Regions from separate parts of the Mus musculus genome. Here regions 1, 2, 3, 4, 6 and 7 are each linked to region 5. Evidence: chromatin contacts called from public Hi-C and promoter capture Hi-C data. All regions are on one chromosome and are shown on one strand. Each heading gives the region's core, a stretch centred on a gene start, on an enhancer-like site or on the middle of the called end of the contact. The rest is flanking DNA. Distances are from core to core; before and after follow the strand shown. Region 1 holds the start of Pold3 (polymerase (DNA-directed), delta 3, accessory subunit). Region 2 holds the start of C2cd3 (C2 calcium-dependent domain containing 3). Region 3 holds the start of Rab6a (RAB6A, member RAS oncogene family). Region 4 holds the start of Coa4 (cytochrome c oxidase assembly factor 4). Region 5 holds the start of Anapc15 (anaphase promoting complex C subunit 15). Region 6 holds the start of Fam168a (family with sequence similarity 168, member A). Region 7 holds the start of Rnf169 (ring finger protein 169).

Evidence for each region. Promoter capture Hi-C pulls out the DNA fragments that hold promoters and counts their contacts. Hi-C and Micro-C count contacts between places; a contact is called where the count stands out from the background.
Region 1: a contact with region 5 is called in a Hi-C map of B cells, with 6 read pairs. The contact joins the promoter of Pold3 here to the promoter of Anapc15 in region 5. A contact is called at or near these places in 2 of 39 promoter capture datasets (erythroid cells and liver) and 1 of 484 Hi-C or Micro-C datasets (B cells).
Region 2: a contact with region 5 is called in a promoter capture Hi-C map of pre-B cells, with 4 times the contacts expected there. The contact joins the promoter of C2cd3 here to the promoter of Anapc15 in region 5. A contact is called at or near these places in 6 of 39 promoter capture datasets (the C10 cell line, embryonic stem cells, liver and 2 more), 6 of 484 Hi-C or Micro-C datasets (B cells, CD4 T cells, liver and 2 more) and 2 of 9 other capture datasets (adipose tissue and liver).
Region 3: a Hi-C map of B cells shows a contact between it and region 5, with 10 read pairs. The contact joins the promoter of Rab6a here to the promoter of Anapc15 in region 5. A contact is called at or near these places in 1 of 484 Hi-C or Micro-C datasets (B cells), 2 of 115 datasets of contacts at active chromatin or transcription factors (astrocytes and large pre-B cells) and 2 of 9 other capture datasets (adipose tissue and liver).
Region 4: a promoter capture Hi-C map of pre-B cells shows a contact between it and region 5, with 3 times the contacts expected there. The contact joins the promoter of Coa4 here to the promoter of Anapc15 in region 5. A contact is called at or near these places in 2 of 39 promoter capture datasets (liver and pre-B cells), 1 of 484 Hi-C or Micro-C datasets (B cells) and 1 of 115 datasets of contacts at active chromatin or transcription factors (embryonic stem cells).
Region 6: a contact with region 5 is called in a Hi-C map of CD4 T cells, with 8 times the contacts expected there. The contact joins the promoter of Fam168a here to the promoter of Anapc15 in region 5.
Region 7: a contact with region 5 is called in a promoter capture Hi-C map of pre-B cells, with 2.5 times the contacts expected there. The contact joins the promoter of Rnf169 here to the promoter of Anapc15 in region 5. A contact is called at or near these places in 1 of 39 promoter capture datasets (pre-B cells) and 1 of 9 other capture datasets (liver).

What each region holds. Positions count from the first base shown.
Region 1 is chr7:100,119,693-100,123,503 of GRCm38.p6, forward strand. Pold3 (polymerase (DNA-directed), delta 3, accessory subunit) reads right to left here and starts at 1,808. Exons shown (of 12, transcript NM_133692.2): 1 at 1,672-1,808; 2 at 1-37. The coding sequence starts at 1,731.
Region 2 is chr7:100,370,716-100,374,304 of GRCm38.p6, forward strand. C2cd3 (C2 calcium-dependent domain containing 3) reads left to right here and starts at 1,518. Exons shown (of 33, transcript NM_001017985.3): 1 at 1,518-1,781; 2 at 3,549-3,589. The coding sequence starts at 1,727. Ppme1 (protein phosphatase methylesterase 1) reads right to left here and starts at 1,181. Exons shown (of 14, transcript NM_028292.2): 1 at 1,008-1,181. The coding sequence starts at 1,108.
Region 3 is chr7:100,605,901-100,609,385 of GRCm38.p6, forward strand. Rab6a (RAB6A, member RAS oncogene family) reads left to right here and starts at 1,686. Exons shown (of 8, transcript NM_024287.4): 1 at 1,686-2,393. The coding sequence starts at 2,324. It also overlaps a transcript of Mrpl48 not described here.
Region 4 is chr7:100,535,648-100,539,352 of GRCm38.p6, forward strand. It overlaps Coa4 (cytochrome c oxidase assembly factor 4), which reads left to right and starts at 1,453. Exons shown (of 2, transcript NM_183270.2): 1 at 1,453-1,545; 2 at 3,425-3,705. The coding sequence starts at 3,435. The coding sequence ends at 3,698. It overlaps Gm39058 (a long non-coding RNA gene), which reads right to left and starts at 1,472. Exons shown (of 2, transcript XR_869836.2): 1 at 1,157-1,472; 2 at 1-64.
Region 5 is chr7:101,894,892-101,898,308 of GRCm38.p6, forward strand. Anapc15 (anaphase promoting complex C subunit 15) reads left to right here and starts at 1,440. Exons shown (of 6, transcript NM_027532.4): 1 at 1,440-1,559; 2 at 2,842-2,926; 3 at 3,051-3,180. The coding sequence starts at 2,904.
Region 6 is chr7:100,704,222-100,708,167 of GRCm38.p6, forward strand. It overlaps Fam168a (family with sequence similarity 168, member A), which reads left to right and starts at 2,414. Exons shown (of 9, transcript NM_001362169.1): 1 at 2,414-2,672.
Region 7 is chr7:99,978,792-99,982,538 of GRCm38.p6, forward strand. Rnf169 (ring finger protein 169) reads right to left here and starts at 1,667. Exons shown (of 6, transcript NM_175388.3): 1 at 1,181-1,667. The coding sequence starts at 1,643.

The DNA.
Region 1 (3,811 bases), core at 558-3,057, 1.8 Mb before region 5:
GAACCCCTAGTGTATAGCTTAGCCACTTGTAAGTCACCTGAAACAAAAAACAATTTTTAAGGTTTTATTAGCTGATTCCAGAGTACAGATAAGTGCCAAGAGCCTGTTCCTAGGGACTCTTATTCTCGGATGGCTGTGTCCTGTAAACTACAGCAGATACCAACAAGAAAAAAACCATATGACAAGTAAGGCCAGGGTACTTACCTTACAAACACTAAGATGCTTCACAGACTGATCAATGCAAAAGAATCTACAAAGGTGGGTCAGAGAGATGGGCAGTGGGGAAAGGCACTTGCTACCACACCCTTAAGAACCTGGGTTTGGCCGGGCGGTGGTGGCACACGCCTTTAATCCCAGCATTTAGGAGGCTGAGGCAGGAGGATTTCTGAGTTCAAGGCCAGCCTGGTCTACAGAGTGAGTTCCCAGGACAGCCAAGGTTATACAGAGAAACCATGTCTCGAAAAACAAACAAACAAAAAGAGCCTGGGTTTGATTTGTTGGATTCGTACGGTGGAATGAGAGAACTGGTCCTCTGACATCCATAATTGTGACATAGCACAATTATGTGTGTGTGTGTGTGTGTGCGCGCGCGCACGCGCATGACACTAAACATAATAAGAAAAGTCTTAAGAGTCTACAAAGCCAAGCCAAAGATTATTTAGCTCAAACTCCTTGTCTTACTTAAAAGCTCTCTGACCCTCTTGTCTTTAAGAAGCTACCTAAAACTATCCTAAAATTTATCTAAAACCTAGCATTACTTGAAAGCACATAACCCAGGAACTTCTCAGTAAATTTGCAACTATTCAAATGTTAAGAGGAACAGGTGGTGTGGGAATCAAAAAAAAAAAAAAAGAGAGAGAGAAAAATGGATAAATGTAGTATGGGGTAATTTCAAGAACTAGGGGCATCGAGCCTCCATCCTTCCCTGACCCGGTATGTCTGTTGTTTCTTCCAAAGCTAAACGATGCACTCCCAATAAGAGGACTAATAAAGATTGGTCAGAGGCAGAGTGGCAGACAGAGGCAGAGGGGAAAGAGACAGACCTGGGATTCAAGAATTTATCTATCCAGCCCTAATGGCCCTTGACGCGTTTATACACGTCATTTGACCCTTGGCTAAATCCCACTTCTAGGGATAACACAAAAGCCTGGAGGACCCGGGAGGTGTGAGTCGGTGTACCAAACTGTGTCCATGGGCTCACAGCAGCAAAGGTCCATCACACCCAAGTCTCTTCATTTTTACGCTAGCCCGAGGAGGTGGGTCAAGCTGCTTTCAATATTTAAATTTCCAGGAAGAGGAAACTGTCTCTGGTGGGTAAAGCACCAGGCAGTCGCCTATGAAAGTCGGCCAGTCTCAACTGTCTTGAGGGGCCACCACCCGACAGAGCAGGGAAAGGAAGCCTCACGAACCCCGCTGGCTTCCCAGGCTCCACGCCCCCGGACCTCACAATCCCGCCCAAGGCCCCGGGGCTTGGGCGCGCGCCAGAAGCTCTGCCCGCAGGGCGTGTCTCCCTACGCGGGTTTCGCGGTGACCAGTGGCCACCTCAGCCGGTCCCCGAGAAGCCACAGGCACCGGGGGTCGCGACCCCTCGCCGACCGGGCAGGCCCAGTCCCCCGCACACCCGCCTCGCACGGCCCCGCCTTCCCCACCCCCGTGGTCCTAGCTCCTCACGATCTTGTTCTGGTCCGTGACGAACTCGTCTATGTTTTCTAGATACAGCTGTTCCGCCATGGTGGTGCGGCTTCGAGCCCCGCGCTCAACCCGCCCCAGCCGTAGCTCCCGCCGGCGGGAAACAGCTTCGCTCACTCTCGGGTCACAGGTCGTCTCCCAGGGCAACCAAGGCGCCGCGCTACGGCGGCGGGTGAGGGCCAAACTAGTGAGAGGCCAGCCAGGGCTGATGTAGGGGGAAGTTGGAGCGAGACCGACCGGAAGTGAGGCGCGAGCCCGTGGTTGTCGGTGTGCACCTGAGAACGTTGCGATTTCTCTGCTACCACAAGTAGACTGACTCATAACCTTATATTTCACCGCTGGGGGCGGGGGAGTGCTGTGGCCAAGAGTACACATGGAGCCTACATTGTAAAGGAGAGGGAGGAGGGGGAAGAGGGGGAGGAGGGGTGGCTTAAAAGAGTTGGTGTCAGGCGTGGTGGTGCAAAAGCAAGCAGATCTTTGTGAGCTGAAGACCACCCTGTTCTACCCATGGAGCTCCAACCTAGCCAGAGCTACCAAGTAAGAGTCACTAGATTAGGGACATGATCTTTGGGTCAACCAGGAGTTTCCCGGAAGATGTGAAAAGACTGGGGAAAAGAGCAGACGAGAAATCAAATCATTCTATTTGGCTGGAGTTATAAGTGAGACGATACACATAAAACCTTCAAGCTGTGCTCACCACGATCACACTAATAATAGCTGGTAACTGTGTTGTTACACGACAAACATATTGAGCAAGTGCTTTGAAAATGAAATTTCATTTAGTCTCATAGAAACCCAGCAAATGCATTGTGTGGTTTTCATAGAGAATCATAACAGATGCCTGTAAATAAACCCAAGATCATGTCAAAGAGATTACAGTTGTGTCTACAAATACACTGAAAGGTTTTAGGGTCAAAAACAAATCAGAGAAGAGTATCCCTTGGAATTTTCCCTCCCACGAATTAAGAGATGAAGAAAGTCTTTTAGTTTCATGTATATTCCCCAGATATATCACAATTACTTACTTACTGAGTAACTAGCATGTGGTGGGCATCTCTAGCAGTGACCCTAATCCTCAAGTAGTCTTGTTAGATTTTATTATCCCTTTATACACACACACACATACAAAAGATGAGGTCCCATCATTTCAAACCACCTTCATGTTGTTCATGGGAAGAGTGACTAGGAAACAACTGCAAGGACTTTGAGACAGGGTTTGTGTAAACAAAAACTATTTTAAGTATGATCTTGGGGCCAATGAGATAGCTCAGTGGGTAAAGTGCTTGCAGCACAGACCTGATGACCTGAGTTCAGTCCCAGGGAGCCACATAAAGATGGCAGGAGAGAACTGATTCCTTGGAGTCATCCTTTGGTCTCCACACACCATGGTACATGCAGGCCCATGTATATGCACAAAATAATTAATAAATAAAAATTCAAACTTACTGTATTCATAATGTCAGAACACCCACGTGTAATAGACTCTCAGCAAATGAATTTTGCTTGAAGTTTGGTTACAATGAAGGCATTGAGAGCTAAGTGAAAATACTGCTGAGAAAGAAGTAGAGCTCTGATGTGCCCACTGTGACTTACCATCACTGAATGGGCAGGGGCCATGTTAGACTTTGTATTTAAATATTCTCGTGTAATCTCGTCAACAATCTAGGATGTAAATATTACCTGTATACTAATATATAGATGTCAGATAACTTGAGTCTTTATCTCAGTTTTATAGAAACTGTCCAGAGTTAGGTAGTTTGCTCCAAGCCACATACATAGCAAGTATGTTTCCGTCCAGGTATGCTAAAATAATCGCCCACCGTCTCAAAGCTGGGCTTGCTTTGGTGGTAGCATTGGGCTGCCTTTTGTTCTCATCTTGGTTTTTTTGAGGTTTGGGTTTTTTCTTGTCTTCCAACTGTTTAACTTTTTACAGATCTATGTGATTTTTTACAGTTAGAGAAAACAGGAAAGGTGAAGCACCAAGCAATGGAAAATCAGTCCATTGTCTTATTCCAGATATCAGAAGGGCTTTCCATATTTTGAGACATGAAATGCAAATGAAGCTAACACACTTTTGCCTACACACACACACACACACACACACACACACACACACACACAT
Region 2 (3,589 bases), core at 268-2,767, 1.5 Mb before region 5:
ATATTGGGAGTGTAGCTCAGTGATGTGGCATTTATCTAGTTCTGGGTTCCAGCCTCAACACCACAAAAATTAATAAATGTTTCTAACCCACACACATAAGCACACACACACACTCAAGCCCTACTCCCTTTCCAGCAAACCATTTACTCCCATTTTATTGTTAAGTGGTTACTCCCAGTGCTTCACTAAGTCTAATTCTTAGACCAATAGATAGTTTCCCTCAGGTCCCATTTGCTTGGCAAAACAAAACAATTGACAAAATCTTCTTTGGTTTTCAGATTTTACCTCTCCAGTGCTTCCATTTAACAAATCCTACTCGAAATTATTTCTCAGTCTCTGGGATATCAGTGGTCACTGTTCCAAACTCAGCTGTCTTCCTCATCACACCCCCCCTATTTCCCTAGCCTCTGGGCTCACTCCCTTGATAACAGTCCCCTAGCCATGTTCTCTGTCTTTCCTTAGGCCTATTCTCCAAGTTTTCTGATTCACCCCCTCATTCTCTGAACTTGACTCTTACACTTCTGGAAACTTTCTCTAGAACCTTCTACTCCCTAGTCTTTGCCTCAGATGTTTTCTATAACCCTCAGGTAAAAACCTTCTTACTCCTGGCTCACTTACTTGATTCCCCAAACCCGTCAACTTTTCTCTCAGTCATTCCCTATTCCCCTCAACGATGCCAGATTTCTCCTCATCTCACTGATTCACTCTTTCTCCCAGACTCATCACTTCTAGAGTTGATTCCCGTCATCCCTTAGATTATCCTTTCATTTTCTCAACCTTGTCCTTATTCCCCTTCTCCAACAATGTTATCAGTCCTCCAGTGGACTACTCCCTTAGCGCCTCACCTAGTCCCCAAATCTACCTTCTACTCTATCTAAACACCTCCAGGCCAAGGCCAGCATTTCCTCCAATTCACAGCGTCCCTTCCCGTGGCACTCTGAATGCCCAGACACCAATCTCCAATGGCCTGGGCCTGGTCTCCTGGGAGAGTGGTACAAGTCACGTACCCCATCCGCATCTTGGCTCCGCTCTGACTGCCCCCGCTGCCGGGTAGAGGAGGGCGAGAAGGTAGGCGGCCGAGGTGCATGCTTTTTTCAAGGGCCGACATCAAAGGGAGGCCGCACGTCGACAACAGTGGCCCAAGGTCCGTCCCACGATACGTGCAGTACAACCGGTCACAGCTCTCTCCTCTAACGACGCCCAGTCGCCTTTGGACAGCAACCAGCCACCGGCAGCGCCGCCTACCGCCCACTGGCTCAGTAAGCCCCGCCCCCTCGCCGCAGCGCTTCCACCGGAAGTGCGCAACAGCCTTCGCACAAAGGAAACTGGGTAACGGAGTCTGCGGATCTCTCAGACTCCTATCAGAGAACTCGACAACCCTAGCAGGAAGAGACCTCTTGAAGGCAATGCATGCTGGACAATGAAGTCCTCAAATAGTGTATCAATTTGCGCTTGCGCAGATGCAGGTGCCCTGGTCCAACTTGGCCAAGGTAGGGAAGCAAAGCATCATGGGTGTTGTAGTCCATTTGCAGGGGCTCTAATTGGCGCCTTCTTTTGGCACCGCTTTCCGGGAACTGTTGGTGAAAGAGTGTTTCTTCCTGCGTCCCAGGCTTCCCAGCGGCGCCCGTTGCCGGGGAACGCAGGCGCCGTGGGAAGGGATGGCGGGAGCGTACAGCTTAGGAGCTGGCACCTGCGTTGAATTTGTGACGAAGGGCCCAGGCTCGGGATGAAACAACGGAAAGGCCAAGGGCCTGGGGGCGGCCGTGGGCGCAAAAAGAGAGGTAACTTTATTTCTTTAAGGTTGAGAAAAGCATAAAAGGGCTAAAGAATTCTAAGGAGACTTCCACCCGCTCCGGTTAAACAAAACAAAACAAAACAAAAGAGGACGGAAGAGAGACTAACTAGGGAACCAGAAAGTTAAGAGAATTTTTTTTTTTTTTAAAGAATGGAAAGGAAGTAGCGCCTGAGGGTCGATAAATGAGGCAAGTGAGGATTAATAGATACGGATAGGAGAACAACAAAATTAAACGTGCTCTTTTTACGACAGGGATACACGTATGTGTGTTAGAGGTATTCGGAGTAGGGGGAAGGGACATAACTCTGTCCGGAAAAACCTTAGATGGTGAAAGGGTGTGTGATAGAGGACATCGTGAAACCTGTAACCCAAGCTTACTCAAAAAGCAAATAAAACCACTTATATATATATATACCCTTCTACTTCTCTGATTTTTTCCTTGGGAAGCGATTGCGCTTCATAAGAATATACTGAGATCTCATCAGGAATCAATACAAGGAGTTTTTTCAACTAAAACAGTTTGTGTCCTGTAGCATGAAGAAAAAGATCTACCATAAAGCGCAGGGATAATTCGTTGAAATGGAAACATATGTGCATATATGGACTGCTCCTCACTTAGAATGACTTGAATCCAACTTAAATCCTCTTAGTTATCCAGCTCCTATAAGGGGGCCCTATGAACCCCAGGCTGGCCTTGAACTTGATCCGCCTGCAGAAAAACTCTTGGTTTTTTTTGTTTTGTTTGTTTGTTTGTTTGTTTTGTTTTTAAGTCTTCTCTAAATCTTTCAGAAAAGGTACTGACTGAAAGGAAAGCCAGAGTTGTAACTGATCGCTTCATTTACATATTATTCATCACCTTTCTGAACTCTAGTAAGATTTGACGTTAACATTTTGAACCCAGAACCAAAGGTAGCAGCAAACCTAAAAATGTTAGTCTCTGTCCTTGACTGTATGGTCTTGACAGCAAAGACAATTTAAGAGTGAGATAAAGAGCCTGCTGTGGTGGGCTAGCCTTTAAGCCCAGTACTTGGGAGGCAGAGGCAGGCAGATCTTTGTGAGTTCAAGGCCAGCCTGGTCTACAAATCAAATCTAGGCCAGCCAGAGCGGGTTACACTGAGGATCCCTGTCTCAAAACAAACAAACAGAACAAAAAAAGAGTGAGGTTAAGAATAATGTATCTTCTCCATTATTTTATTTATTCATTTTACATCCCAGTTGCTGCCCCCTCTACCGACCTCACAGAGTCCCTCTCCCACGATAACGTATCTTAACTGTGGTCAACTATGGATTTACAACAGTATTAAACAAAACTTCCAACTACGGAGATTTTAAAATCTGTCCACTGGTTTTATTGTCTTTATGCTTTTCAAATAATATCTTTCAATTAAAGAAAAGTTTGGATTAACATAAGTGACCAGGTAGGTTATTTTATGGCCTGTTTTTCTAGTTACTTCTCAGTTCTGTTAGGAAAAGCCTTCTCTGTCGACACTGAGTTTTATTTTTCATTCAAAGAATATATAGGGTATATAGACCTTATCCCAGCTCTCAGGAGGAAGAGGCAGGTGGATCTCTGCGAGTTTGAGGCCAGGCAGTTTTAAGTAAGTGAATTCCAGACAAGCCAGGATTACCTAGTAAGATGTCTAAAAAAAAGAAAAAAAAAAAAAAAGAAAGAAAGAAAAAGAAAAAAAAAGCAGAAAATTCTGTTTTCCATAGTTGGACCAGATTTTGACTGAGTGTGTTGTATTCCTCGTAGGTTTGAGTGACATTTCACCGTCTACAAGCCTGCCACCTCTG
Region 3 (3,485 bases), core at 436-2,935, 1.3 Mb before region 5:
GGCAAAAAATTGTGCAGATGCCAAATTCTCTAATTCAATGGCACCTAACTTTTTTTTATTTTTCATATTCTATGAATAGACTTTATTTAGAACTCTTTTCCCTTCAGTGATGCAAGGTTTCATGCAGCCTAACTTTGATATGTAGCTCAGGCTGGCCTTAAATTTAGGATCCTCTAACCTGTATCTCTCAAGTGCTACGATTATGGGCATGCACCACCATGTCTGGCTCTAGAAGTTTCTTAGGTGTCCTAAAGAGTAGATTTTCTCTCTCTCTCTCTCTCTCTCTCTCTCTCTCTCTCTCTCTCTCTCTCTCTCTCTCTCTGCAGGACCTCACTCTGTATCTTAGGCTAAGCTGGAACTAACTCTATAGCCCAGGTTTGCCAAGCCCTGACAGCAATCCTCCGCCTTAGCTTCCTGGGGGTTGGGATTACAGATGTGAAGCACTAGATAGAAAATTACTAGATTTACAAAGGCCATTATAGAAGTTCCCATATACCACTCCAGACTCCTCTATTAACAGCTTACTTTAATAGGACTGATATGTTATAATAAATCAATCAGTACAAAATACTGTTATTAACTAAAATTCATGCTATACTCAAATTATTTTGTTTTTGTCTGATACTCTCTTTTTAGGGATCCCATTCAGATGAAAAGTTACATTTAATTATGTTATGTAACTGTCCACATTATGCTTAGTTCATGTTTTCTTATGGCATTCACCTTTATCTTATTGGATCTCAAATCTGGTTGACAATTGGAAATGCTTCAGATGGCAAATTTAAGGAAGCCCCACTCAAGCACATCCAGAAGTGCTGCTTTAAGGAGAAAGGATGATCTTTTAAATACTCCTTCTGCAGATTTGTGATTTTGTTGAGGCAGCCCTCTGGAATGTTGTGTGACCTTTTCCAAAGCTGCACCGCTAAGTGGGCAGTCATTTCATATCTGTAATATGTGGAGTTTGGCTTATATGATATCTAAACTCATTTCTAGCATGTAGACGATGGTTATCGTCTGATGTTATGGGCACCTAAAACAACGGCCACTCAACAGAAGATCACGCCAACAGACACTAGGGAATTTGATGGCTTAACGTAAGGAGGTAGCAGAGGTTCAAATAAAACCTTGACTCCATGACATGACTACGTGGATTTTGCAAGTCATTTCCTTCTGTTGGACTCCAATTTCCTCACCCACAAAATGGAGAGGACTTGTTTCTGGTAGTTATGAAACTCCACGGAGTAACGGTGGGAAATCTTATATACACGAAGATGCCGAGCAAGGAATTACGTTTTAGAAGGCTAGGGTAAACGGGTGAAGGGCTAAAGTGAGGAAGGAGAAGCGACGTTAAGGGTTTAGCACCTACAATACACCTTTGAGCGACCCAACCCCACCCACGCATTGCTGCGGTCATTCCACCTTGGTTCCGGCTCCGCCTCCGTCCCACCTTCTTTTCCCTCCTCCTTCCTCCAATCGCCTTGCGTCGCGCCACACTTCCTATGGCTGCCAGAACCCCACACCTTCCTCCGCGCGAGAGTCGCGCGCGCGCTCTCGCGTCGCCACCTCAGTTAGCAGCTGCCTGCCCTCCGCTTTTTCTGATTGGCTCGATTTGTCACTGACGTAAGCGCCCCCTTTTTTTTCTCCCCCCCTTGCTTACCCGGAACTCGGTCCCGCCTCCTCCCGGCTTCTCCAGACGCCAGTCGAAACCTGATCGGCCCCTTTCTCCACCGCACGGGAGGAGCCGGGATTGCTGGCGAAACCAGGAAAGCACTGGCGGCGACGCGCACGCACGCACTCACGCACGCACGTCCGAGGCCGGCAGGGCGGCAGGCTCGCGCCCGGACTCGCCCCGCATCCGCGCCAGAGGCTCGCGCACTCAGCGGGTTGTGCTGCGGTGGTGGCGGCGGCGGCTGCTGTGAGAGCCCGAGCACTGCGCGTGCCGAGACCCAGACGCGTCTGCGGCGCTCGCCTCGCCACCCTCCTCTCTCACCTCAGTCTCCGCGCCGCGTTCTGAGGGAAGGAACGGCGCTAGGCTAGCGAAGCCCGAGCGCACCGCTGGCTGCCTCCGACACCGCCCTGCGTCCCTTCGCGGCCGCGGGCCCGGCTCGGTGCTAGGCGACTCTGCGGGGAGGCGGCGGCGGCGGCTGCCGGTCGGTGGAGGCACTCTCCCTTCAGCCTCGCCCCTCTGCCCGGCCCTGCAGGGGCCGAGAGGACTCGGAGGCTGCCCCTTCAGCTCGGCCCTCTTCGTTAGCGGGTTGGAGCTGCAGCGGTCTGGAAGAGGTCTCTGGGCTGAGGCGGCGGCGGCGGCTCCTCCGGCTCCATCATGTCCGCGGGCGGAGACTTCGGGAATCCGCTGAGGAAATTCAAGCTGGTGTTCCTGGGAGAGCAGAGCGGTGAGTGCGCGACTCCCCCGCTCCTGGCAGCCGGCCGCGGCTTCCCCGCACCGCCCCCAGTGCAGCCCTTCTGGCCGCTGAGGCTCCCCGCCGGCCTCGCTCTTCCTAAAACCCCCACCCCAGCCTTTTCCCCGGGTCCCCCGACTCCTCTTGTCCCTGTCCCTGGCTCCTCCTCGCTAGGATCTATCAGGCTTGTAGCTTAGATCTCTGATCCTCGCCCGGACTCCGCCGCCTGCAGCCGGGCCCTCTCGGGCCGCTCTGTCCTCCTCAGTCCTCACCCCGCCCAGCCTCCTGTCCATCCCTTTCTTCCTTTGCTCTGCGTGGTCTCCACCACCCGGGCCGGCTTTATGGGGCCCCACCCTTATTCCTTGCTCTTTTTCCGGTTCCCATTGGAAGTGAGGTCCCACTCCGAGAAGCCCCCAACTCTGGAGAATGGGCCCCCTCTTCAACCTTGGATGAAGGAGGGTGGGATCTGGGCGTTGTTTTCCCCTGAGGCTTGGCTCGGAGTTGTACTAGTCTCTCGGAAGGTGAGAGAAGAGGTGGTCATGGAGAAAAACAATTCTTGCTCAGTTTACACCTAAATGAAGAATTAGTTAGGGTTAGTGAGCTAATATATTTTAACTGAAGGAGACTTGAAAAGAGGTGGCGTTGCCAGTGATGATTTTGGTCCCTTGGGTTGGGACTGGTTGGAAATCCTTATTTTTCTATTAATTTTCGTCATTGACAATTCTTTTGGCTATATTGATGCCTTTTCAGTCTCTGCCAGATGCTATGTCATGATCAGTTTACTTTGAATTTTTCTCATCTCACTTCCCTCTTTTCTCGTTTCAATATGAAATATTTAAGTATCTTCATGATGATACAAGCAAGGATTAACGGGTGAAATGTTAATTATTAATTTCTTCTTGAGAATTTTCCAGTTACATATTTAAGATGTATGTGAGAGGCTTAGAATAATGCATCTTTGTTTTGTAGGATTGCCTTTGGGTAATAGGGTAATAGATCCACCATCTAGCTCTCTAAATTAGATTAGAATACTATTTGAGTTAACTGATTTTTTTTTATGTATACCTAATATTTCATAGGGTCTTG
Region 4 (3,705 bases), core at 203-2,702, 1.4 Mb before region 5:
GAGACTGAGTTCAGCCTAGTCTATAGATCAAGTTCCAGGATAGCCAGGGCTACACAGAGAAATCCTGTTTCAAAAAAAAGTTTTAGAGGTGAAGTTCATTATATGTAGAGAAAGTTGCTAAAGTAATTTTATCTTGTTTACTGGTTATAAAGTAGAATTTTATCTTCTCTGATGACAGGTGAAAATCACCAGACATAGATATATGATAAATACACATATATGGTAAATACATATATAAGTACATATATGCTTGATGATCTATATGTATTTATCATAAATATGTGTGATGATCTTCACTTATCATAGTAAAGAACTAAGCTTCAAGGTTGGTCCCGGTGGCACACACTTGTCATTGCAACACTCGGAGAGCTAAGGCAGGAAAGCCACAAGCTTGAGGCCAGCCTGAACTACATATTCAAGGCTAGCTACTACACACAGTAGCTACTGCTACATAGTGAGACCCTATCCCCCCAAATACAAATAAAATACCCAAAACAAAACCAAAAATAGATACAAAACATAATAATGGTATGTGAAATGACAGATAATCAATAAAATGAGCTTTTCTCACAGAATTTAGGAAGGTTGATTGTGTGTGTGTGTGTGAGAGAGAGAGAGAGAGAGAGAGAGAGAGAGAGAATTCAATGGTCAGGAATGACACAGAATGCCATTCAGAGGTAAAAGAGGATTAGAGTTGTCTGGATATGGCTAGGTGCAATAACTCACTTTCCACCCTGAAGCCTAGAGAGATGGAAAGTTAAGAAAAGGGTCTCCAGGGAGCTTGTGTGCACTGTCAATGAAAGTGGGGAAGAGAAGGCAGGCAGAGTGAGGAAAGATCAATCCCTTGGCCCCTGCAAGATGGTTCCTGAGTAAAGTTGCCAGCCACCATACAACCTGAGTTCAAGACCAGGACCCACATGTTAGGACAGAATCAATTCTTGCTGTTCTCTGCTCTCCACACGTGTACCTCAACGCCACACATAAATACACAAATGTAAATAGAAAATGCCTCTTCCTTTCACTTCAGCAATTAGGGCATTCTAGATCCTAGTTATGGCATGGGACACACTGTGCATACATGTTTCTTTGTTTTACTTGGGAATGAAAAATGTCCCATTTGAAATTCCTTTTCTGGATCCTGTGCCCTTCAGCTTACTTGGCAACCCATGCGGTAACACTTCAGACATGGGTCCAGTCAGAGCTCTTGCTGATGAAAAGGCATAATGGCTACCCGCCTCCTCCGTCACTCTCAGGTGGCCTGGAGTCACCTGAGGGTGTGTACACAGTCTCTCAGAACGATCCAAGGTGCCTTCCCTAGGATCCGGTCTCCATTGGTCCGCTCCTTCCGCCCTTTCCCGGAAGAGGCGGGCTGAAGGCGGGCTCTACACGGAGAGTTCACCAATGGGAATTGCAGAGGGCTCTGTTCTTCCGCGTGTGTGCTCCCGCTGGGTCGGCTTCCTGCGGAGAGAACAGGGGGCGTCCTTATTGCCTACGAATCCCCGCGTCTGGGGCGGAACGCGCTCGCACGCTCTTCTGCACCTGCGGGTGAGCACTGCGCACGCATCCCTACACCGGATGCACAGTGGGGACGGCGGGAGTGCTCCTGAAACTGGGAGAGGTGCTTCAGGGGACTTGGATGCCTGTATTTCTCTCCTTCCTCTTCCTTGTCATGCCTTACTAGAAGGCCTTGCCAAGCTGTCAGGCATCTAGCCTGCCCTTATTTCTAAGCATGGGTTGAACTCATTTTATTCAAGGAGTACCGAGGACAACATGTATTGGACATATACTGCAGTGCTATTTACAAAGTCTACCTAGTGAATCTTAAAGCGATTTTATTTTGTGTGTGTGTGTGTGTGTGTGTGTGTGTGTGTATGATTTGTTGACGGCCCTACCTAATAATACAGGTCTCCAGGCAAAGACATTTACCCTTTTATTGTGCCTCCGTAGCGGTGAGGTTTATATAGAGAAGTGCTTAAATCGTCTTGTGACCTACCCCTTTTCCTCATGATAATAGTCTTAAACTCCTAACATGGGCTGCAAAGCTTTGCTGATCAATCATTTACTTATTTCTGCCAATTTTCATTTCCTGCTCTTCTGGTTTCTCCAGTTACTGAAGTGTTTTACGAGGCTGAGAATCAAATTCAATTTACTTTTCCACGTTGGACATTTGTACTACTACCAAACTACATTTTCAGCCCAGTCATCGAACTTGTGATTCCTCTCATGTGTCTACCTCTAGCCAGAAATAGTTTTCCCATGTTTGGCTAACTCATTCATCCTTGAGTTTCATCCTGGAAGTCAGGTTCTCTAGAAAGTCTTGACAGATTAGACCTGCCTCGTTTTCCCAGCTGTCTGTACATACTGTTGTAAACTTCCAGTTTACTTGCCTAGATTGTAAACTCCATGAGGGCAGGAATTGTCTCTAGCTTGGTCTTGTTTGTATACTCTTTTTTTTTTTTTTAAAGATTTATTTATTTATTATATGTAAAGTACACTGTAGCTGTCTTCAGACGTACCAGAAGAGGGCATCGGATCTCATTACGGGTGGTTGTGAGCCACCATGTGGTTGCTGGGATTTGAACTTCCGATCTTCGGAAGAGCAGTCGGGTGCTCTTACCCACTGAGCCATCTCACCAGCCCTTGTATACTCTTAATATAGTAGCCAACACACAACACAGTAACCACCTATTAATGAATAAGACAGAAAAGAGGCATTTAGCGCCTTTATACCCCGTCGTAACAAACTTTTTGCAAAGGTTGAAGTTATCTCTATTGAAGCCTTTCCTGAGTTCTCTCTTGCTGCATTCTGTAGGGTTCTCTCTTGCTGCATTCTGTAGGGTTCTGAAACAGATGATCTTTGGGAAGCAGTCTGGGCAAATAAGCTCACATTTGGATATTGCTGACTAAACAGCCTCATACCACACAGACCCATCTTTTGCCTCAGCCTCCACGTGATTTATGCTACAGCTACACTGAGCTCCTCAGTTCCCCCCACCAGTCAAACCTGCATGTACTTGGGCTGTCTTCCAAGTGTTCAACCTTACTCTTCTGAAGAGAAGAAGAAAGGCTGTTTCTTTGCTTGGGTTTTTTTGTTTGCTTGTTTTGTTTTGAGGTAGATCAGAAATGACATCTCCAAAAAAGATGGCATGTTTTGTTTAACTTGCATTCCACTAGCAGACTCCATTGAGCTTAGATACTTTTATCTCAACTCATCAAACCATTTTGCAGGCCCTTTCTCTGTCAGGTCATGTGCTGGCGGCCCTATGCTAAATCAGGCCTAGCATCTGACAATAAAGAGCTTCGTCTCCTAAGGGAGACAGGCATATAAGTAAGGCCATGCAGTGCAGTTTAGACGTCACTGTTTATGAACAGGAAGAAATGTATAATCATACCGGTACTTTAACCTTGTCTGTTGATATTCTAGGTTCCTCAAGATGTCAACCTCAGTCCCACAAGGCCATAACTGGACTCGCCCGGTGAAGAAGGATGATGATGAGGAAGACCCGCTGGACCAGCTCATCACCCGGTCTGGCTGTGCAGCCTCCCACTTTGCAGTGCAAGAGTGCATGGCCCAACACCAGGACTGGCGCCAGTGCCAGCCGCAAGTGCAGGCCTTCAGGGATTGTATGAGTGCACAGCAGGCAAGACGGAGGGAGGAGCTGCAGAGGAGGAAAGAGCAAGCCAGTGCTCAACACTGAGACCTTA
Region 5 (3,417 bases), core at 190-2,689:
CTAACGTTTGAAAACGTTTGAAGCTGAAGCTGACCTCTTGGGCCATACAATCAGATTTGATAGGAAGCACATACGGAACCTCTTGAACAGTTCTATCTCATCACTCTTCACCAGAGCCAAGAACAGGAGGAAAACCAGGCAGATTATCATGCTAGTTACAGAAGAAACAGCGTAGACAAAGAATGTACAGGCCTGGGGAGATACCTTAGGGGTTAAAGTGCTTGTTGTAAAAGAAGCCAGGATTGGTGTTTGGGTCCTCAGAACCCACATGATTGCTGGATGGTTATGGCAACCAGCCTGTAATTTCTGTAAAGACAGAGAATTCTCAGAGAACCTGGATAGTCAGACCAGCGATAGCAGGGACTTGTGGTATTGAATAAGAATAAGATAGAAGAGCAATTGAGGAAAATTCCCAGCATCACTCTTGGGCCTACACATACATACACATGCATACACACACACACACACACACACACACACACACACACGATGTTCAAACACACATATACATAAGATAAAATTTTAAATAGATAAAAAAGAGGCCAGCGTGGTGTTACACAGCTTTAATACCAACAGGAAGACTTCGAAGCCAACCTGGTCTAGATAGTGAATTTCAGGCCAGTTAGGAATACGCAATGAAACCTTGTCTCAAAAAAGAAAAGTAAATATTATGAATATGATGTAGTTCCATGACAGAGGCTTGTCTAGCATGTTCAAGGTATCCTCTCAGAAAGAAAAGAATGGATGCCGGGCAGTGCTGGCGAATGCCTTTCATCCCAGCATTTGGGAGGCAGAGAGGCAGAGGCAGAGGCAGAGGCAGAGGCAGAGGCAGAGGCAGAGGCAGGTGGATTTCTGAGTTCCCTGTCTCGAGAAACCAAAATTAAAAAAGAAGAAAAGAGGGGCTGGTGAGATGGTTCAGCGCTTAAAAGCATTGACTTCTCTTCCAAAAGTCCCGAGTTCAAATCCCAGCAACATGGTGGCTCACAACCATCCGTAACGAGATTTGATGCCCTCTTCTGGTGCGTCTGAAAAACAATTACAGTGTACTTACATATAATAAATAGATCTTGGAGGAGTTGGAGGAGGAGGAGGAGGAGGAGGAGGAGGAGGAGGAGGAGGAGGAGAAGGGTTCAAACAGAAAACCGAGTCTGAGAGAACAGAAGGGAAGAAACAGATGTTTCTTGGAACGCAGCAGCACACACGGCATCCACACAAGCGAACATTTCTGGAAACCATACTATTTCGAGGAGATTAACACGCAAACACCGCCGAGTGGCAGGAGGGCGGGACTAGTCGAACGCAGGCGAGGGGCTAGCCTGGAGAAACCCTGCCGCTGGAGATTCAAGGAGGAGCTGACAGGTAGGCGGGGCAAGCGAGGGTCCTCCCCCAACTAGTACGTAACTAAAGTACATCAACATCACTTCCGGCTCGGTGTTGAAGCGGGAAACAAAAGGAGACGCAAGACGCATGCGTTAGTGAGTCCCGGATTCTGGTGGGTTCTTCCGCTCAGACCTGGGGAAACGCTTCCGGGTCGCCGCCGGCTGCCGGCTCTTGGCGCGGTAAGTGCGGAAACGAGACTGCTGCCGTTTCCTTGCTTGTTCTTTCTTCCGGCTTCCAGAGAAACCCAGTTCCTTTGACTCGCTTCCCTAGCAGTTCATTTTCCCCATTTTTACTCTTAAAGACATCCTGCTCACTGGCCGTTTCCTAGAGTCTAAGCCCCACCCATCGCACATGGTCCGTCATGCATTGGTTTCACTTCCTGTCACCCAGCATTTCTTGCAGTTAATTGGCTTCGGCCAGGCCGCGCGCATTTTGCGATTAGCATCCCTATAAGGTCAAAATCCTGACGGAGACCCGCCCCTGCCTCCTTCCTGTTGGTCAATCTCGCAGTCATTATCATAATGAGCAAAGAATGGGCGGTGGTGGGTAGAATTTTAGTATATAAAATCTGTCAGTGCTTTCGGGATCGTGGTGGACGCGCCTTTTTTTTTTTCCCCCATCACACGGACCTGGGGGGGCTTTGGTCTAGGGAATGACAGCGTCTAGTTCTGCGTGGGTCAAATTAAGTTGGAACAAAAGCTAGAGTAGGGCCGGGTGTGGGGGCTGGTATACGCCTTTAATCCCAGCATCCGGGGGCTGAGGCATGCGGAGCTCTGTGAGTTTGGGACTAGCCTGGTCTATATAGAGAATTCCACGACAGTCAGGGCTAAATATTGTAACCCTGTTTCATTTACTAAAAATAGGGGGAAACACCAAGGTAGACACCAACTCTATTTTTTCCTGTGCCCTTCCTACAGTGCTGGGCCAGGATCCCTGCCTTGCGTAGGATTTAAGCCCCCATCGAGTGTGTGGCCAAAGTCAAGCTCTACATGTCACTGGGTTTGTGAGCCAGGGCGTTTTAGTTCAGCTTCTTGGTGACCTTCCTGGTCAGCAGCTTCAGCCCACAGAGTTGATTTTGTTCTCTTCCATGTTAGTTCATTCTTCATTTGTTTGTTATTTACTCATCCCTCTGAGAATTTCTTTTATCCTTGGTTGTGTGTACTGCAGTTTGACTGGTTGGTGAGAGAGGTGGTTCATGTCCACACCATTTTGCACTGGTTGGATGTGACATGAATCAAAAGAGCAAAAAATAAGTTTTGTGGTGCGTGTGTGTGTGTGTATTTAAAATGAATTTTACTAGATCTCTGCTATTGCTAATCTTGTGCATAATCACAATGCCACATTCCATCTCTGGCTCCCAGTCTCTTCTCTCTTTAAGCAACATACAGCTTTACTCATTATTTTCTTTGTTTGTCGTAATAACTGAGGATGATATAATTTTAATTATCCCCATTCTTACAGATGAGGAAACTGAGGCCCAGAGAGGTTAAGTGTATTGGCCAAAATCAAAGAGCTAGTAAGTGATGGAGCCAGGACTCAAACTCAGGTCTGTCTGATTTCAAGAGGGCAGGGCAGCTTCTCTGCTACCCACCCAATCCACCCTATCCCTAAATCAAATTTCAACTGCATCAAAACAAAACAAAACATATTCACGTGACCCTTTCCCTCAGCTTAGGAGCCATGTCCACCTTGTTCCCGTCACTCTTCCCTCGTGTGACTGAGACACTGTGGTTTAATCTGGACCGACCCTGTGTGGAGGAGACAGAGCTGCAGCAGCAGGAGCAGCAGCATCAGGCCTGGGTGAGTGAGGACCCAGTGCAGCATGGAGGTCTACCACCGGGCCGTGAGCTTGCCTTACGCTGGAGACCTGCTTAGAAAAAGGTTCCTCTGTGGGGAATAGTCAAGCTGAGTTTTGGGGGATAAAGTTCTTATTTTGTGGCACCCTAACTCGCTGAGGGACCATAGGATTTCGGGGGTAGATTAGATAGATGTCAAGCCCCTGACAGCCTAGGATCTTTTCTATACATCACAGAACTT
Region 6 (3,946 bases), core at 1,164-3,663, 1.2 Mb before region 5:
ATTAAGATATAAGGAAAATCACTTCGTCTAAAATGAGCTCTATGGAAGGTATACCTTTGGCTTTGGCCTTGAGAATGAGTAGGAAGAGGCAGCTGGGAACATGGCGCATGCCTGGAGAGCCAAGAAAGGCGGGTCAGGCTTTCAAGGCTTTCAGGTCCAGCGTTGGCTATCGAGCCAGTTCCAGTTAAACTTGGGCTATAGGAAACTTTGTCTGGAGCAGAGAGAGAAGGTCCCCGAAAAGAGATAATTTGGGAAGAGAGATTGAGAGCTCCTTGCTAACTTTATGTTCTTCCATAAATTGTAGTTGTGATGGCTAATCTTGTCAGTTTGATGGGATTTAGAATTACTGTGGAAAAACAGATCTCTACGCATGTCGGAGGGATTATCTAGATTAGGCTGACTGAGGTGGGAAGGCTTACCCTAAATATGGGCAGTGCACGGGATGGGGTTCTTAGATGGAATGAAAGAGAGAACAAGCATCTCCCTCTCACGTGACCTGCTCCTGGGGCCTTACTGCTTACACTGATGACGTAATAGTTCTGTGCTATGGCTCAGTGGGAGATTTTACTGTAGGTCTGAGGGAGAGTTCAGCTCGAGGCATCTGGAAGAATCCAGAGCAGAAAGAAGAGTGGTAGAATGAACATGGCCAACAGAATGGACTTGGCTATGAGGTGGGGCAGGGAAAGAAAGAGAAAGAGCTTACCAAGAAAGAGGGGCAAGAGAGAGGAGGCCAAGAGAGCCCAAATATTAGGGTTATAGGATAATGAGAAGCCGGGGGGGGGGGGGGAAGCCCATGAACTGAAGAAATTTAGGGTCATGTTAGAGCCAAGGAGTCTGTAACAGGTTCTTATGAAACTGAGGGATCACTAAGCGGTGCATGGAGGTCAGAATGCTCTTTGGTATGCTAATAGCCAGGCACCACAGGTCACTATTTGTCCTGAATTTCTTTTGGACCTGACACTTATCTTCCCTAAGATAAAACTGTAAATTACAGTAAACCCTTCCTTCCTTCCTTCCTTCCTTCCTTCCTTCCTTCCTTAAATTGCTCTTATCAAGTATTTTGTCTCAGCAACCAGAGAAGTAACTAATACAGTACACAACTACCATTATTTTAATAGTGGGATTTACAGAAAGGTAGACACACAGTCCTGAAACACTGTTTAGGTAAACAAGACCCAAGGAAAGTTTGTAGGTGGGAAATCAAGAGGTTGTTGTATTTGGAATATCTATAGCTGTATCTGTGTGTGTGCGTGCAAGCATGTGTGTGTGTGTGTGTGTGTGTGTGTGTGTGTGTATGCATATGAAATAACCTTTTATGTTTAAAAAACGGTGTGTGCTTCCTTAAACAATTCAGACAGTATAAAAGATAAGAGGAACCTGAAACCTAACAATTCTTTCTTTAAGATAATCACTGATAACATTTTGGAGAATCTCTTCACTGAAATCTTTACGCTTTTATATCCTCGAACTTCAAATAAATCGAACCTGTCTAATCTTGCTGTTTTTGCTATCAATTTGCCCCTCTGACAAGAAATTGTGAAAAGCCTTTCATGTCTAAAGATATTTACCATCATTTTAAATGGCTGCTTAGCATTACGTTGAATACATACATCACTATTTATTAAATCAGCCCTCTATTGATGAATATCTACATCCTTCTCAACTCATATTCAACAACCTCCTATAATAACCGTGGGCATTGTTTTCCAAAAATTTTTGATAATCTTTTTAGATTAAATACTTATAAGTAATGTAAATGTAAACAAATGTGCTTTTTACATGAGGATTTAAGTTGCAGACTTGTCCTCTGATTTTCAGGGATGCCAGGGAAGCTGATGCAGCATTAGTTCTGGCGAGACAGTGACAACGGAGATGGCGAGGAGAGTACAGAATTACAGGTGATGTAGCCAATCTAGGCCCAAGCTCAGTGGGTTGGAATAGTCCTTCCCCTTTTTCTCTCTTTCACTTCTTTTTTTCTTAACATGGAGGAAGGACTGAGAACTGCATGTCCCAGCATTTCGCAAGGACCACACTCCTGGGAACTGTAGTACCGGGTCTGAGAGGGGTCCGGAAGGAGAGAATGGGAAACTGTGTGCGGCATGCTGGGAGGTGTAGTCCCTTGGGCGGAAAAGAGTGCATGTGTAGGTTGTTTTGCTTCATGGAGATGAGGCTGCGGAAATATCCAACTTCCCTCCCAAGAGGCCTTTGAGTTTACAAAAGCCCGTGGGAGTCCATTGTCTGTGACCCAAGAGGGTGCGGTCCAGGACCGGAGCAGGGTTGGGAGAACCAGGCCGCGCAGGGCCGTGGCAGAGCATGCCGGGAGTTGTAGTTCAAGAGCTCGGAGGCTGTGGGACGTGTCGGGACAGCGCGCCGACTCCTCCTCCCCCGCCCTTCTCAGCGGTCCCCCGCCCCCTCCCTCCGCCTCCTCCTCTCTTGCCTGCAGCCGAGCGTCCCCTTCCCCCACTGTCGGGTTTCTCCGCGGCTACTGCAGAGGATTCAGATCTGAGTAGCTGAGGAGAAGGAGGAGGAGGCTCCCGTCCCTGCGCGCCATCCACCACCCTACTGGACACGGACGAGGGAACGAGAGCGTCGCCGCTGTAGCCTCCAGAGAAGACAAGGGCATCGCCGCTTCAGTTGCGGCCGCCGCGGTTTTCGTCTGCAGCAGCTCGCCGGTGAGGAGACCCCCCCTCCGCCCCCCGGCCCGCTCCCGTGGAGCCAGGGCTGGTGGCGCCGGGGAGAACGAGGGTGGGGGCTGTAGGGCCCCCGCGCCGGCTTGGGGGAGGGGACCGAGGTGGCGATGGAACGGCGGGCTGGTGGGGGAGACTTGTCCGTACGCGGGCTGGGAGTGGGGTGAGGGTGGGACAGCAGCAGGTCAGGGAGGGTAGCGGAGGGGGGTGAGGGGGTAGGACTTTACATGGAGGGATAACCAGACCAGGGATAGGAGCATGGGGTGTGTAGGGTATTGAGGTGGAATTTGGGATTGTCTTGGGGCGAGGTGGAAGGTGAGATTGGAGTGGGATGTCTTTTAATGGGGGATGGGACTGAATGAAGGTGATGATTTGGGGTTGGCCTGAAGCAGTTGACAGCTTGTGATCAGAGCGGGGTGGGGGCTAAGGAGATGATTTCAATGCCAGTGGGATATAAACGTTGGATGGGACTCTAGGGAGTGCTAATTTTGGAAGGTGGGACTTGGGGTGGACCTGGGGAAGGAAGATGGAGATGGTAGGAGCTGGGGGTGAGGGCTTTGGCATGGGTTGAGACCCCAGCTTGAAATGGGCTGTTGTCTTCTGGGGATGATGGAATTTGTGAATACTTACGGAAATAGGGCTTGGAGAGAACAGAAGAGGTAGGAATTGTTTGGGGTTTTCTTGAGGTAGGCTGCTGCTGGAGGTTTGAATTTGGACTGGTAGTGATGAGACCTCCAACTACAGGAGATGGATGGATGAGGTAAGCTGACAGGAGGGAGTGAATTGTAAGTTGGGCCCCAAATAGGAAGACAGGGATTGAAATTGGGGATGAGGGCTCAGTGGAAAAGGATTTAGGATGAGTTTAGAGTCTCTGGAAGGAACAAGGTGGCTCCCCTGAGCGGAAGTTGGAGGTAGAGGATATGTCAGACTACTCAGCTGGACTCAACTAAAATAATTCTGGCAGGTGTCGAGCAAGGTTAGTGGATGGTATCATAAAGAAAATGTCTCTCTGCCAGTTTTGCAGAAGAAATGTCTGTGATAAGCTGGTTACCTGTGGTGAGGTGGCAGCGGGGATGGAGTGGGTCAGTTTATTTAGGAAAGGAAGGATTAAGATGTCCTCCAAGACACACCAGAGGTTTAGGGGTTAGAACATTTACATCAGCTGCTTGGGTGAGAGACAGTAATAACAAGACCATTAGAAGGGTCTTCACAGGGGACAGAGAAGGTACATTAAAGATTCTCCTAGAGGATATCTCATG
Region 7 (3,747 bases), core at 417-2,916, 1.9 Mb before region 5:
AAAGGTACAACCAAGAGCACTGTGATGGTTTTGGAAGGGATAACAAGAAACGCAGAAAGTAAAATGCAGAGCATCTCAGCCCTTAGACTGAAAAACAAGGTGTCTTTGGCAGGTGTCTCTGCTTGAACCAAAAATAGATGCATTCTGGACTCTACAGTTTCTAGGAACTGCACTTTCATATACACACAAAGCAATGCCTTCCTTCTGCTGAAAACGACGTAAGGCAGAATTCCTAACATAAAAGGGCTAGCAAATGGCTTTTCCTGATTCACGGTTCTTGAAAATCTCAGCTGTAGGTATGTTGCTTAGGCTTGCACCAAAGAAGCCTAGGTCTCGGTTCATGTTACAAACGGAATTTTCTATCTCAGACTTCAGCACCAACAAGTGATGGGCTGCCGACGGTGAGAAAGGCAAAGGAGTTCAGGCCAAGAGTCCTACAACAGACCTTTAAGTTGCCAGCATCATAGATGAAACTTACATAGAAAGACAGAAAACAGCCCCCAGCCAAACCAATCTTTGTCTCCAAAACTTAAATCCCACCCAGCTTTCTTCATCAAGCACCACTAACGTTTATGATTAGTATTATCACCAAAATAGATGGCATTTATCTCATCCTGTGTGGCAAGCTCTGCGCTAAGCATGCATATATATATATATTTTTTTTTTTTTTTTCCCAAGATAGCATGAGAAAGAACTTCACACGAGAGCTCATCCTCAAAACCCACTCTGCTCTCAAGTCTGCAAAGCTCCCCCTGAGCCTGGGATATCCCACACCTCATTCTCTCCAGCCCTGGAAGACACATCCCTCCTAGACCGCGCGACCCCAAGCCCTCTGCCCAACACTGAAACAAGCGCTGCTGGGATCCTCCAGGGCCCCTCCCCCTCCACGCACCAACTTCAACATGCCCCTAACTTGTTCCAGGAATTGTTTCCTTCCAAACTTCTGACTTACGCAAGGCGCGGGGTCCCCTCACTGCCCCTCCAAATTCAACACGCGTACAGTTCGCTCCAAAGTTCAACCTTCACCAACACATACTGCGCCTGGGCAGAACCCGGTCGCGACCCCAGCAGAACTCTCCACACCCGCGGCAGCAGAGCCCGGGACCCTCCACCCCGCTCACCAGGCCAGACCCGGCGGCTGGGCCTGGCTGAAGCCCACAGGGGCGAGGGGAGGCTCCACCTGGCTCCGCGAGCGGCTCCGGCTCCGGCCTGGGCCCCGAGGCAGCCGCGCCCCCGTCCCGGCGCGGGCGGCAGGGTTCTGGCTGTCCACGACGGGCGCGCTCGCCCATCAGCTCCGCGGCGGCCTGGCCGTCGTCGCGCGCCCGACGGCGGGCCCAGCCCGAACCGCGGGGACGGCAGCGACGGCAGCCCGGGCCCGCCGCGCGCGAGGCGCAGCCTCGGCACCGCGAGTGGCTGCACGGCAGGGCCGCCACTTCCCCCGGGGTCTCCAGGCACCCGGTGCAGCCCGACTCCTCCGGCCGTGGCGCTGACCGCAACACTAACAACGCGGGGCTGGAGGCCGGGCCCGGAGCCCCGGCTTTCGCTGCCGCCATCTCGTCACAGCGGCCCCTCCGGCCCCGCCGACTCAGAGCTGCCGCGGCCGCAGCGGAAGAAGCCCGAGTGCTCGGACCTGCCGCCGCCATCTTGTTTCCCGTTTGAAGGGAGAGTCGGTTGCGGTGGGAGAGGAGTAGAGGGCGGGGCAGTGCGCGGCGGACAGCTATCTGCATATTCATGAGGGGGCGGGAACCTAGTCCGCCTGGGGATATTTCTCCTAGGGCCTTTCGCTTAGCAGGAGGAGACTGCTTATTAATATTTAATGATTATTCTTTATATATCTGGTCTTTCAGCCCGCCCTCCTGTTTTTGTAGTTTCTAGCACTGAATCTTGAGAGACTGAAAGAATTTATTTGGAATTTTTGAGCGACCCTGAACTTTATAAAATGAACTATAAATATGAGCTATCCAGAAACTTGTCGAAGTACTTCATTTGGTAAGGGCTTTCTCCTCGGGGCCATAGCAGCTTGTTGTGATTAGCATGAGGCCTATCATGACCAAAAGTCTTGAGTGATTGTTGAAATAACAACCTGACCAGCCCTCATTTCAGCCCCTCTCTCTCCACATCCCTTTATGAAGTCCCCTCCCTTGGCTGGGGCAAAAAAAAAAAGCATACTTTATTACACAAACCCTGCTCCTCAGATTACTTCTGTGTTTGATACTTAAATGTAGATACTCTTGTGTAAGCTTGTGCCTTTTCTTTTCTCAGTCTATATGACTCCCTGGTCTCCTCTTTTCTTCCCCATGAAAGCCCACACTAATATCTGCAGTTCAGAGTTATTGAATTTATCATTATGGATATCTGCATGCTCCGTGCACAAACCTAATGTCTCCATCCTTTCAAAACAGCCCTTATTTCCCACATTCTATTCACAGAACCATCTCAAGGGTCCTCACGCTCCCAGCCCAGGCATCTTTAACTTATAGTCTTGTCATTTTCTGGCCAAAATGGCTCTATTTCCAGCCTGTTCCCACCCACTTCTTCATTCCATAAGCCCACTGCATGATTTCTTTCTCCTCATCTCTTCACCTAGCTGGCAGCTGTGACTTCTGCAAACTGACCTGCCATCACACAACCCCTCTTCCTATAAGCTTTGTCCCATGGATCTTAGAGTTCATTCCTACCGGCCAGCTCTGACCACATCATTCCTGTTTAAGCCAGGGAGAGGTGTTGAGACTTTGCTGTGATTTTCCTTTCTGGATACAGAGGATTTAGGAAAAAGAATGGCTCCCCCTGATGGAAAGATGACTGTACTACAACAAGTCTCGGGGTGTTGCCTATTTATTTATTTATTTGTTTGTTTGTTTGTTTATTATTTTTACCTTAAGGTGCATTTGGACCAAGATGTTATCTTTATGGAAAATCACAGGCTTTGTAAAGACATTATTTTTAAGCAACTGTATGTAGAAGAAAGCATCTAGAAGCTCCAGGTTGTCATGAGAGTGTCCACAGTTGGTGGTAACCGATTCAAAGCAGAGTGATTAATCCAAGTTGGGGTGGGGGGGACTGGAGCCTTAGGATGAGAACCTGGAAGTAAAGGACAGACAGCAACTGACAAAGGGTCAGTGAGTAACTAAACATCATGTCCAGAGAGTCAGAGGCCCAGCCTAAGGCCCAGACAGCCAGAATACTGCCAGACACAGAAGTGAGTTCTTGGATGGGCTGTCCTTTATCCGGGCACTTGCTCACTTCCTACCCAGGGACATTTTACCTGGTTCTGACAAGGAAGGCTTGTGGTACAGAGAGTATGCTAGCTAGTTTTCTGTCAACCTGACACAAGCTAGAGTCATCTGATAGGAGGGAGCCTTGGTTGAGACAGTGCCTCTATAAGATCAGGCTCTAGGCAAACCTGTAGAGCATTTTCTCAAGCAGTGAGTACAGCGGGAGAGCCTGGCCCTTTGTAAGTGGTATGACCCTGACCTGGTGGTCCTATAAGACAGCAGGCTGAGCAAGCTATGACGAGCAAGCCAGCAAGCAGCACTCTTCATGGCCTCTGCATCAGCTTCTGCATCTGGGTTCCTGACTTACTTCCTCAGTGGATTGTAGTTCAGGGTATGTAAGCCAAATAAACCCTTTCCTCTCAGAATTGCTTTTGGTCATGGTGTTTCATCACAGCGTGGTGAAACTTAGACAGGAAGCAGCCACCATTAGAAACAGTTGCTTCTTGTGAGCTGCTTACACAATAGGACTTCA